2 separate regions of the Cricetulus griseus genome follow, and region 1 is linked to region 2. A link is a contact called in public Micro-C data. All regions are on one chromosome and are shown on one strand. The core of a region is the stretch at or near the end of the contact, and the rest is flanking DNA. Distances in the headings are between cores, read along the strand shown.

Region 1 (5,044 bases), core at 43-2,542, 300 kb before region 2:
ATACTTCCTGTGGAACTTCCATTTGTCCTCCAAACAGCTCTCAAGCCTAAGCCCAACATGGTAGGAGCCACAAAATCCCCTTGCTTACCCGTGTGCCTGCCCCCTCCTCCCGCCTCTGCCTGGAAAATGGACAGAGATAATCATCTAGGCAGTAGTTCTCAACTTTCTTAATGCTGTGACCCTTTAATACAGTTTATGCTGTGGTGGCCCCCCAACCATAAAATTACTTCGTTGCTACTTCATAACTGTAATTTTCTACTGTTATGAATCATCAAGCAAATAAATAGCTGACATGCAGCCCCTTGCGCGACCCACCGATGAAATGCATTCAAAACAGGTGCAGCAAAAGAGGAATCTGGAGTGTGAGAAACTATGGAGAAGGGGTCCTGGGTAAGTGCCCGAACTCTGAAGGCCAGCAGAGCTAGGCTTTGCCATGAGGTCTCTCAAAAGACCTTCCCTGAGAGCACACCGAGGAAGCAATACAGGCATCCTCGGATTGCCTTGCTCTCTCCCTGGCCAGCTGTGACACTTTACGCGGGGTTACTCAACTTCTGAGCCTCAATTTTCAAATCGGGATTATGGAGAGAATATCAAGGATTTGGCAACACTGGATAAACTCAAAAGTCAGATCTAACCCAGCAGGCACAGACCTTAATGTGGTCATTGCCATTTGGGGGTTGCTGAAGCTGCGATGCTCTGCAGTGTGATGTGGGAGCTGAGGGTGCAGGTCCCACGCATCTATCTGGGGCCCATCGTTCTGTCTGAAGAGATTATGAGCTGGAGGGCGGCCACCAGGTGGTCTCCTCGCCGACCTCCGGGCCCCAGCTTCTAGGGGCCACCTGGTCACCTGGCAATCGAGCGCGTCCATCCTCGTGGAGACCGTCCCCCGGCAGCCATCTTGGCTGCATGCACCCAGCAAGTTTCGTCACGCGGTGGTTAGGGACGCGTGGCACGATGCGTATTGCGCCCTCCCGCTGGGGAGCCAGACCAGCTCCACGCGGGGCCCTCCCTAGCCCCAGGCGGGATCTGCGGACCCACGAGGTCTCCGGGCGCAGGTACCCATCCCAGGTATCCCCAGCGCGCGCAGCGGACCCCGCTGGGTCCCCCGCGGAACCCGAGACCTAACCGGCCCGCGCGCCCCGCAGCCCCGCGCCACTCACCGCCTCCCCGGCCGCTCCCCGCACCGCTCGTTCCCGCTCGGCGCCACCTCCCGCTGCCGGAAGCGCCCCGGTCCCGCGCGCCGCCCCCAGGAGCGCGGCCCTGACGCGCGCTCAGGACGCGCGGCCCCGCCCCGAGGCTCCTGCCTCTGCCTGGGCGTCACTCCGCAGGCTGCGAGCTCCGCGGTCTGTGCACGCCCCTCGTGCCCGCGCTTCTGCTTCTCGCCCAAGTTCATCTTCGCCGCGCTGTGCCGCCCCGGTCAATCAATACCACTGTGGTTCGGTTTGGTTTCCCTTTGGGGTCCACCCTTCATCATTGCTGTGCCCACTTTATCCAGTCACCCGCTCCTTCATTCATTTGGGTCAGTGTTTCTTAAAACGTGGCGTTTGGCACAACCATCGCTATAAGGAAACTTAGATGATAGACGTGCCACCACCTCATTTATACCTTCAAAAGAGTCACTGGCTACTAGACTGAGACCCGACCATAGGGGACATGCAGACCAGAGGCCTTTTCTGGAGGCTACTGAGCTTAGCCAGAAGGAAATGTCGGTGGCAGTTCACCTTGGTCTAGGTGGAGGGATGTATTGAATCCTGGACGCATTTTGAAGGCCAGCACAATCTGGCAAATGACGAATTACATTCTGTGCATAGGTAGAAAACTCTCTCTCTCTCTCTCTCTCTCTCTCTCTCTCTCTCTCTCTCTCTCTGTGTGTGTGTGTGTGTGTGTGTGTGTGTGTGTGTGTGTATTTCTAACCCAGCAATGTGACTGTTAAGTGTTTATGAGAAAATAAAGAGTCTGAAACAGCCAACCCATTTTGAAGGAGTAGATTGTCCCCAGTTACAAACTTTGGCACAGAGCCATGGGAAAGAAGGGAGGAAGTGTGTTTGTACCAGGACCAACAAGGAGCTCCATTCAGCCAAACAGACATGCCAGACCCTGTGGAAAGAAGGTCACCATGGTGAGATGGGAAAGAGATCACACTCCTGGCAGGAGCTTCTGCTTGCAAGGCTGGTCCCAGAAGCCCCTGCTAACACTGTAGAGAAAAGCAGTGTTCCTTCTGAATGTGGAAGGGGATGATGTGACCAAGCCCACAGATCCAATTAGCTACCAGTGGCTATGCCTTGGAGCCCGAGAATGCCATGTGACCTACTGCTTCAAGCTCTCGCTGCCTTGACTTCCCCAATGTGATGTGGCTCTTGAATATACTTGTTTCACAAGGCAAGGGGGAAGGGTAGGTATTTACTCAACATACCATCATCAATGGAATTCCTGCCTTAGGCAACATAGAACAAACGCAATTGCAGGCAAATTCATAAACCAAAATGGAAAATAAAACTCTGAGCAATATTTCACAGACATTTTGGATGTTTTTCATTGTTCTCAGAACACCTGTCTATCCTTAATCTGATTATAAGATGGACTAAAAACAGGATTGAGAAGGAAAACAAAGATCCAATATCCTCATTAGTTGTTTGTCAAGCTGACACAAGCTATAGTTATCAAAGATAAGGAAGCGTCAGTTGAGAAAGTAACCCTATAAGATCAGGCTATAGGCAAGGCTGTGGAACACATTCTTAGTGATTGATGTGGGAGGTACCATCCCTGGGCCCATGGTCCTGCGTTCTATAAGAAAGCAGACTGAGCAAGCCATGAAGAGTAGTAAACCAATAAGCACACCCTCCGTGACCTCTGCATCAGCCCTGCCTCCAGGTTCCTGCCTTCTTTTGATGATGAATAGTGATATGGAAGTGTAAGCCAAATAGACACTTTCATTCCCAAGTTGCACTGAACAAGGTGTATCATCACAGCAATGATAGCCCTAAGACACCCAACAAAGCACACACACACACACACACACACACACACACACACACACACCACACACATACACACACACACACACACACACACACACACACACACACACACAGAGTCTTACAAAGAGCTAATGGACTCAAAGAGAGATTGCAAACAAGTATCTAAGATAAATGGCATTAACCCAGTGTAAAACTTGCAACAGTAGAATTTCTAACTTGACATCTTTGCAACAGTATCTGTAACAAAGTGCTATGCAAGCCAGATAGGGGCCACCAGGTTGGCTGCAGAGCAGAAGGCATAGTAGATACAACCCCATCAAGTTTTCTGTTGCTAAAGTAACCACATATCATACATAACTCCATAACCCCAGGCTGTACAACAGTAACAGTGTGTTCTGTTCTTAAGTCTATGGTTGGCTGTGCATTTCTGTTTCTTTGGCCTACTCTCTGCACGCTTACTCATTTACCCCAAATGGCTGGTGGCTTTATCATCTCTGCATCTGAGGCCTTAGCTAAACAATTGGCTGGGCTGACTTTGCTCTATTCCAGTCTTTTTTTTTTTTTTTGTCTTGCATTGGTGGCCCTGGGTATGTTTGTACAGCAAAGGGCCAGATGGGAAGGAAGACAGTAGAGGCCAAGACTTAAAACATACACCCTTGCACTTCTGCTGTAGTCTGTGGGGTCCAAGTAAGCAACAAAATGATCACCCATTCAGGAAGAAAAGATCACATCCCTGCCAAGCCACACTGTGCAGGTGAGGAATTGGGTGTCCCCCAGATCCTGTCATATACCTCTTTGCCCTTTCAGCCCCTCGGTTCTTCTGGGAATAGACCCTCCTTCCACTTGATCCGGCCAGCTGAACACTTATGGGCCTTTTTCCTCTCAGATCGGCCTCAGCTGCAAGCACATGACCCACACTGGGTCAAACAGACTCTTGGCCTGAATTTGTGTTACACACCGGGAGAGACACATCACTCCTCTCCAGTGCCTCTGCCGTGTGCACAGGAACACAGACTGGGGGTGCTGAGCTAAGAGGATTTGAATCAAGGGAGACAAGTTACCCCTTTTGCCATTAGAAGTGAACATGCCGAAAGACTGAAAGATTGGAGGGCATGTCAAACCTCAGGCCTAGCCCATCCTGGAGCTAGGTCTGTCCCTGGGCTTCTGGTTATAGGAGCAAGAAATTTGTCCCTCCCCCACCCCATGTATGTCTTTTGAGTTGGATTTCCAGCCCTAGTTGGCTGAGGTGAATAGAACTGAATTTGAAAAGGTAGAAGGCATAGGTGGGCAAAGGAGGAAGAAATTGGAGGAGGCATTAGAATGGAAAGAGGGTGCCCCGTGTGTTTCCAGCATTGTTTAAAATAGGTGGTTTTTGTCGTTTGTTCGTTTTCCCCAGAAGTAGCTTTGGAGGGACTAAGCTGCCTTGAATGGTTGGGAAGTTTTGCTCTCCCACACTGCTGAGCCTGTGAAAACTTTGCATTCGAATGGACTTTGAGCTGAACAAAGCAGCGATGAAGTCAGCAAAAGTGGGGGCACATTTCTGAGCATCATAAAGTTTAGTGATCAGAGCAAAATGTCCCTGCATGCAGTATAGTCACGGTTTCAGCATGTGAGGCTCACTCTCTGAGAACCAGCAAATTGAATTGCAAACAAGATTGAATTACATGACAATCCCAGTTCCCTTCTCCCTCCCATCCTCCCCTACCACCCCCCCAACTAAAATCCTACCTATAATATGATATGTCCTTTCTTCTAATCTACACCTGACTCAACCTTTCTGCTTCCTCATGACGTCTGCATCCTTCCTTTTCTTCCCTTCTCACTCTTGTAACTTCCTCCCCCCTTTTCCCATGTTCTCAATTTGCTCAGGGGATGGTGAGCAAAAAAACAACGGAATCTTGAAATTTGCAGGAAAATGGATGGAACTCAAAGAAACCATTCTGAGCGAGGTAACCCAATCACAAAAAGACAAACATGGTATGTACTCACTCAGATGTGGAGTTTAGACATAGAGTAAGGGATTACCATCCTACAATCCACACTGCCAGAGAAACTAGTAAACAAGG
Region 2 (4,711 bases), core at 417-2,916:
TGGGTTGCATTCTTTTCAGATATAAAAATGAAAGTCCATGACATCAGAAATGATGCTATTATCCTCATCTTACTCACAGGTCGGTGATATAAAGAGAGCGATCGGCTTGAGGCTGCCTGGAGTGGCGTAGCTGTGAAGTACAGGAGTCAGTTCTCACAGCCTGCCATTCCAAATGCCCAAGGCCAGGGCCTGGGCACTCACCAGTTACACTGGAAAACCGCATGCACCACACAAGCAGATGCTGTGTGCATTGTTTTCAAAGTACTAGGTACCTTCTTGTCTGTTTAAATGTCACTCTCAGCCGTCATCACTGACTCCTGCTGCCTTCAGCTCCCACCAGCATCTGCACCCATGACCCCTTCAGGGCAAATATAGAGGCTCACGACTGTTTTTGTTGTTGTTGTTGTTTTCTTATTTGTTTGTTTTACTTTGTTAAACATCATGTAATGAGACATGAAAGAATCTTCGTTACAATTAGACAAAAAAAAAAAACTACTAAATAAATCTTTCAATTCTGTTTGAAACGTTCTATCCACCTGGTTAAAAAATTCACATTGACTTTGGGATCTTTGCCTTTTTAATTTGCTAAACAAGGCCTGGACTAGCTGCCTGCTCTTTGATTTCTCATTCGAAAGGCCCAGATCTTTCCCATCCCATTTGTCTCATCTCTGTTTCTATGTTGCATTTTCTAGCATTTCTCCACCTGCTCTGCCTCTCTGAAGTCCTTTAAAGTGCATTTTAAGTCGTTTTAGCCATCACTGAAATGTGGGAGGGTGCGCTGGCTCTTCTATCCACAAATTCTAAGCATGCTTGTCCGACACACATTTTTCTCCCTGGCGGTTTCTATGAGTGTTCATTCACTTGTGCATTCTTCCATTCTTTCCTTCAGCCATTCAGCAAACATTTGTGATGCTCGACTGTGTACTTGTTTATGGAATAAACTCCGGGGACCTCCAGATGAATAAGACCCAGAGAGGGACCGGGATTCGAGGAGTTCATCGGGACTCCATCTGATTCCATCTTGAGAATAGCTATTAAATCGGCATAGTATTTGCATATAACATGTACAACACCCTCCTGTATCCTAGTTGAAACAATTTCTGGCTTACTTACAAGATGCAATACAATGTTGTTTTAGTGACCTTTGCTATGGTTGTCTTCAAACATCTGACAAGAAGCAAATGAGAAAACGATGATTGACTTTGTTTTCGTGAGGGGGCGGGCATGGGATGAAAGCAGCTCCTGGGATTCAGGAGGTCAGGGCGGGGCTTCCTCATACCCTTATGCACCAGGAAGCAGAAAGCTCCCCCGGAAGTGGGCCTGGCTATCTCCCTCAAGTTCCTTTACTAGCAATAGCCACTTCCAACAGCTAAAATCCACCTTCTAAAGCTTCACAGCTTCCAAAAAAGTGACACCAGCTGGGGACAACTGTTCAAACACAAGAGCCTCCTCCAGGGTATAGCTCATTTCCATGTCATAGCAAATACAAATGTCACATTCAAGGCTGTAAAACTATTAGTTAGAGAACGATGACAAGGAACAGTCTCCGTATAACAGTTTTTCTAGATATTTTGAAGGAGAATGGTTGAGTCAGAAGACACTGGACCAATGTATGCAGGGGGCTGACCACACAGCCAAAGGAAGCCATGTCCATTAGGGACAAAGCCATGGACAGCATGATTCACCACAAAGTATTCTCTATAAATCTGGGGTGAGTCAGGGAGCAGGAACAGGGCCAAAGGGACAGCAGAGAATGTCTGACTGTGTTTCATGTCCATGTGTTCATGTGGTATGCGTATGTATGTATGTATGTATGTATGATCTGTGTGCACATGTACCATGAGTGTGTGTGAGTGTGTTAGTGAGTATGTGTGCAAGTGTGTGAGTGTGTGAATGTGTGTGCAAGTGTGTGAGTGTGTGTGAGTGTGTGCATGTGCATGAGTGTGTGTGTGTGTGTGTGTGTGTGTGTGTGTGTGTGTAAAGTGGGGGGATGGCTGGAGTTGATGATGGGTGTCTTTCTCAACCAATCTCCCTTTATTCACTGAGTCAGGGTCTCTCCTGAACCGGAAACACGCCACTTCTCGTTATTCTAGGTAGCCAGCTGACATCAGGAGTCCACTGTCTCTGCCTCCTGAGTGCTAGGACTACAGGAAGCCACTATGCCTGCCTAGCTTTCATTGGTTCCACAGGTCTGGACTCCAGTCCTCACTCTTGTGTGACAAAGGTTTATCCTCTAACCCATCTGCCAGGCCCTCAGCTGAGTTTGAGTATGAGGGCTGGGAGAGAGGAGGCTTACCTGTGGATCTGTGAAGAGCTCAGTGCAGCCCTCAGGTGGAACTATTAGGCTCTTGCTGGTTACTTGATTGTTTTTTGTTTGCTTGTTTCTGGTTTTTGTTTTGTTTGCCAGTTTGACACAAGCTGGAAAAGATGCCTCCATCAGGTTGACCTGTGAACAAGTCTGTAGGGCATTTTCTTAATTAAATATTGAAGAGGGAAGGCCCAGCTCGCTGTGGGTGGTGCCACTCCTGGGGAGGAGGTCCTGGGAGGTCCAAGAAAGCAGGCTGAGCAAACCAGGGGAAGCAAGTCAGTAAGCCGTGTTCCCCCATGGCCTGTGCATCAGTTCCTGCCCCGCCTTCCCTTCATGATCGATTGACTACAAGCTGAAAGCTGAAAGAAAGTCATCCTTCTCTTTCCCCTTGGTTGTGGTGCCTATCACAGCACTAGATAGCAATGCCAGGGGCAGCTGGTGAAGGGAGAACTGTCTGTCTGTGGGGTGTGAAGGGGCTCAGTGCTCCTCAACTCAGATGGTGACCTTACAGTCACAGGGGAACAGAGGAGAGAGCAACCTCTTGAGCATGCAAAGGTCCTCATATGATGGCCTTAGAGGCTCAGGGGCATTTGGCATGATTCTGATGGCTGAGGGTACTCGAGGTTTGTAATTAGAAAAGTAACAAACATAAAATACATTTTATTAAAATCATAGCAGTTTCCAAGGAATGCTAAACGTGTTCGTGTTTGTGGAGTTGAATACCACATCTTTCTGTTTCTGCACTGTAATCTTACAGATACTTGTGTCACTGGAGGCTCCTGGGATCCAGAATGAGGCCGCCTTGTTTGTCTCCTCGGATTATTGCCCAGAGTAAGGAGTCCTAGAGAGGCCTCTGGCGCCATCTGCTGTGCAGATCCTGTTACAAATGCTCGGTTTACCTTGGGAAGAGACTGCTCCAAACGATAACTTACAACAGGACAGGCCTTTCTTTCTTCCCCAGAGCACCATGATACAACACAATAACAATGGAAACCCATTCTCTGGAATCTGCCATCAGGGGTTGTACCATGGAACCATCGAAGCACACTTAAACCTAGCCGGCTACACACCAAGGCTGTGTGCAGTATGTTAGATGGCAGAGCCTGTTACTCCTAGGACTGTGGTGAATGAACTAAACCACATGAGACCAAGCCAAGCAGAAGAGAAAATGGCATGATCCAAAGACACCGAAAACAACACAGGTGCAAGACCTCTGCTCTTAATTTGCTTGATTCTAAATTTTGTTTTCTAATAAGTAGAAAGAATGTAAAATTCTAAAAGAGCAAGAGAAAATAAAATCAATACATGAACTAGTGACACTGTACCTCTGTTTTAAGTATTACACACTGTAATTAGGCTTGGTGTATTCACAGCTGGCCACACAATAGATTTGTTTACACTCCCATCGCCATAGACCCTGCCACTCTATATACGATTCATTGCTGACCAAAAGAAAAAAAAAATATCTGTATGGGACTCCTGACTGACTTGGTTCAGTTTTACAAATGGAAAACCATGTCTCAGAACAGTGAAGCAACGCGCTTCAGGCCATCGCAGGCCATGTTTCCAATCTCATATCTTTGTAGCCCTTAGGACGGTCATCCTACTTTAAGCCACTATGAGTTGAAGAACCTGGCCTATCACATCCCCTGCCTTTCCCATTCCTGGTCCGGCTACTTCCTCCTGAATGACCTCTGACCTGCATCACTGTCATCTATTTGCTTCCTCACTCAACTTCTCCCCTGTCCCACCAGTCATCTTCCTTTCTTAGTAGTGACACCAGGAAGCCGAGTGGGCGATGGAAGGAAGCATAATTCTGGAGAGAAGAGAACAGCAAAGAAGACAGGAAGGGTGACAATGTGACATTGACAAGCCCAGCAAGAACACTCCTGGAGTTGACAAGATCTGCTCGAAAGAGATCAAAGACAGAGACACCCTGTTGCTATGATTTTAAAATTGCAACAATTGTCCCAGCTTTTTCTCTGGCAACAAGAAAACAAGAAGTCATTTCCCCTGTGCTGGGGAATATGTGTGAGAACTGGAAGTCAAGTGAGTGCCACCCAGAGAGCTGTGGCTTGAGATGGGAAATACCCTGTGAGAGTTGTGGCTGGCATTCTTGCCTCAGATGAAGCAGTAGGTCCTGAGAGTGACTGAATAGGAAGTAAACAGCATCTAAAAATTCTTTGTCCTGGTAGAATGTGGCCTTCACCTGTCTGTTAATGTTGCATTATGTTAGTACGGCATACTCAATGCTCCTACAACAGGTGAAATCCACTGCAGGGCCGAAGAATGGGGATCTGAAAGATTTCACCACATTTAGAGGTGTATCTGTTGCTCTGTATACAGCAGGCTCTGTGAGATCACAAGAACAGCTGTGGGCACGCAACACTTCTCAACTTTGTG

The links. A called contact is a pair of places that touch in the nucleus more often than the background predicts.
Region 1: a contact with region 2 is called in a Micro-C map of the CHO-K1 cell line, with 6 times the contacts expected there. The contact joins the promoter of Sfxn1 here to the enhancer-like site in region 2. A contact is called at or near these places in 4 of 8 Hi-C or Micro-C datasets (the CHK-Q cell line, the CHO-K1 cell line and fibroblasts).

What each region holds. Positions count from the first base shown.
Region 1 is chr3:273,084,800-273,089,843 of CriGri-PICRH-1.0, reverse strand. Sfxn1 (sideroflexin-1) reads right to left here and starts at 1,292. Exons shown (of 11, transcript XM_027409887.2): 1 at 1,161-1,292.
Region 2 is chr3:272,783,151-272,787,861 of CriGri-PICRH-1.0, reverse strand. No RefSeq gene overlaps it. Among named protein-coding and RNA genes, the nearest start is that of Drd1, 280 kb to the left of the region's middle. Within about 2 kb of position 1,666, at least 2 of the 6 cell types and tissues checked have open chromatin away from gene starts, as enhancers often do. A contact at or near this core is called in the CHO-K1 cell line and fibroblasts, where this site is marked.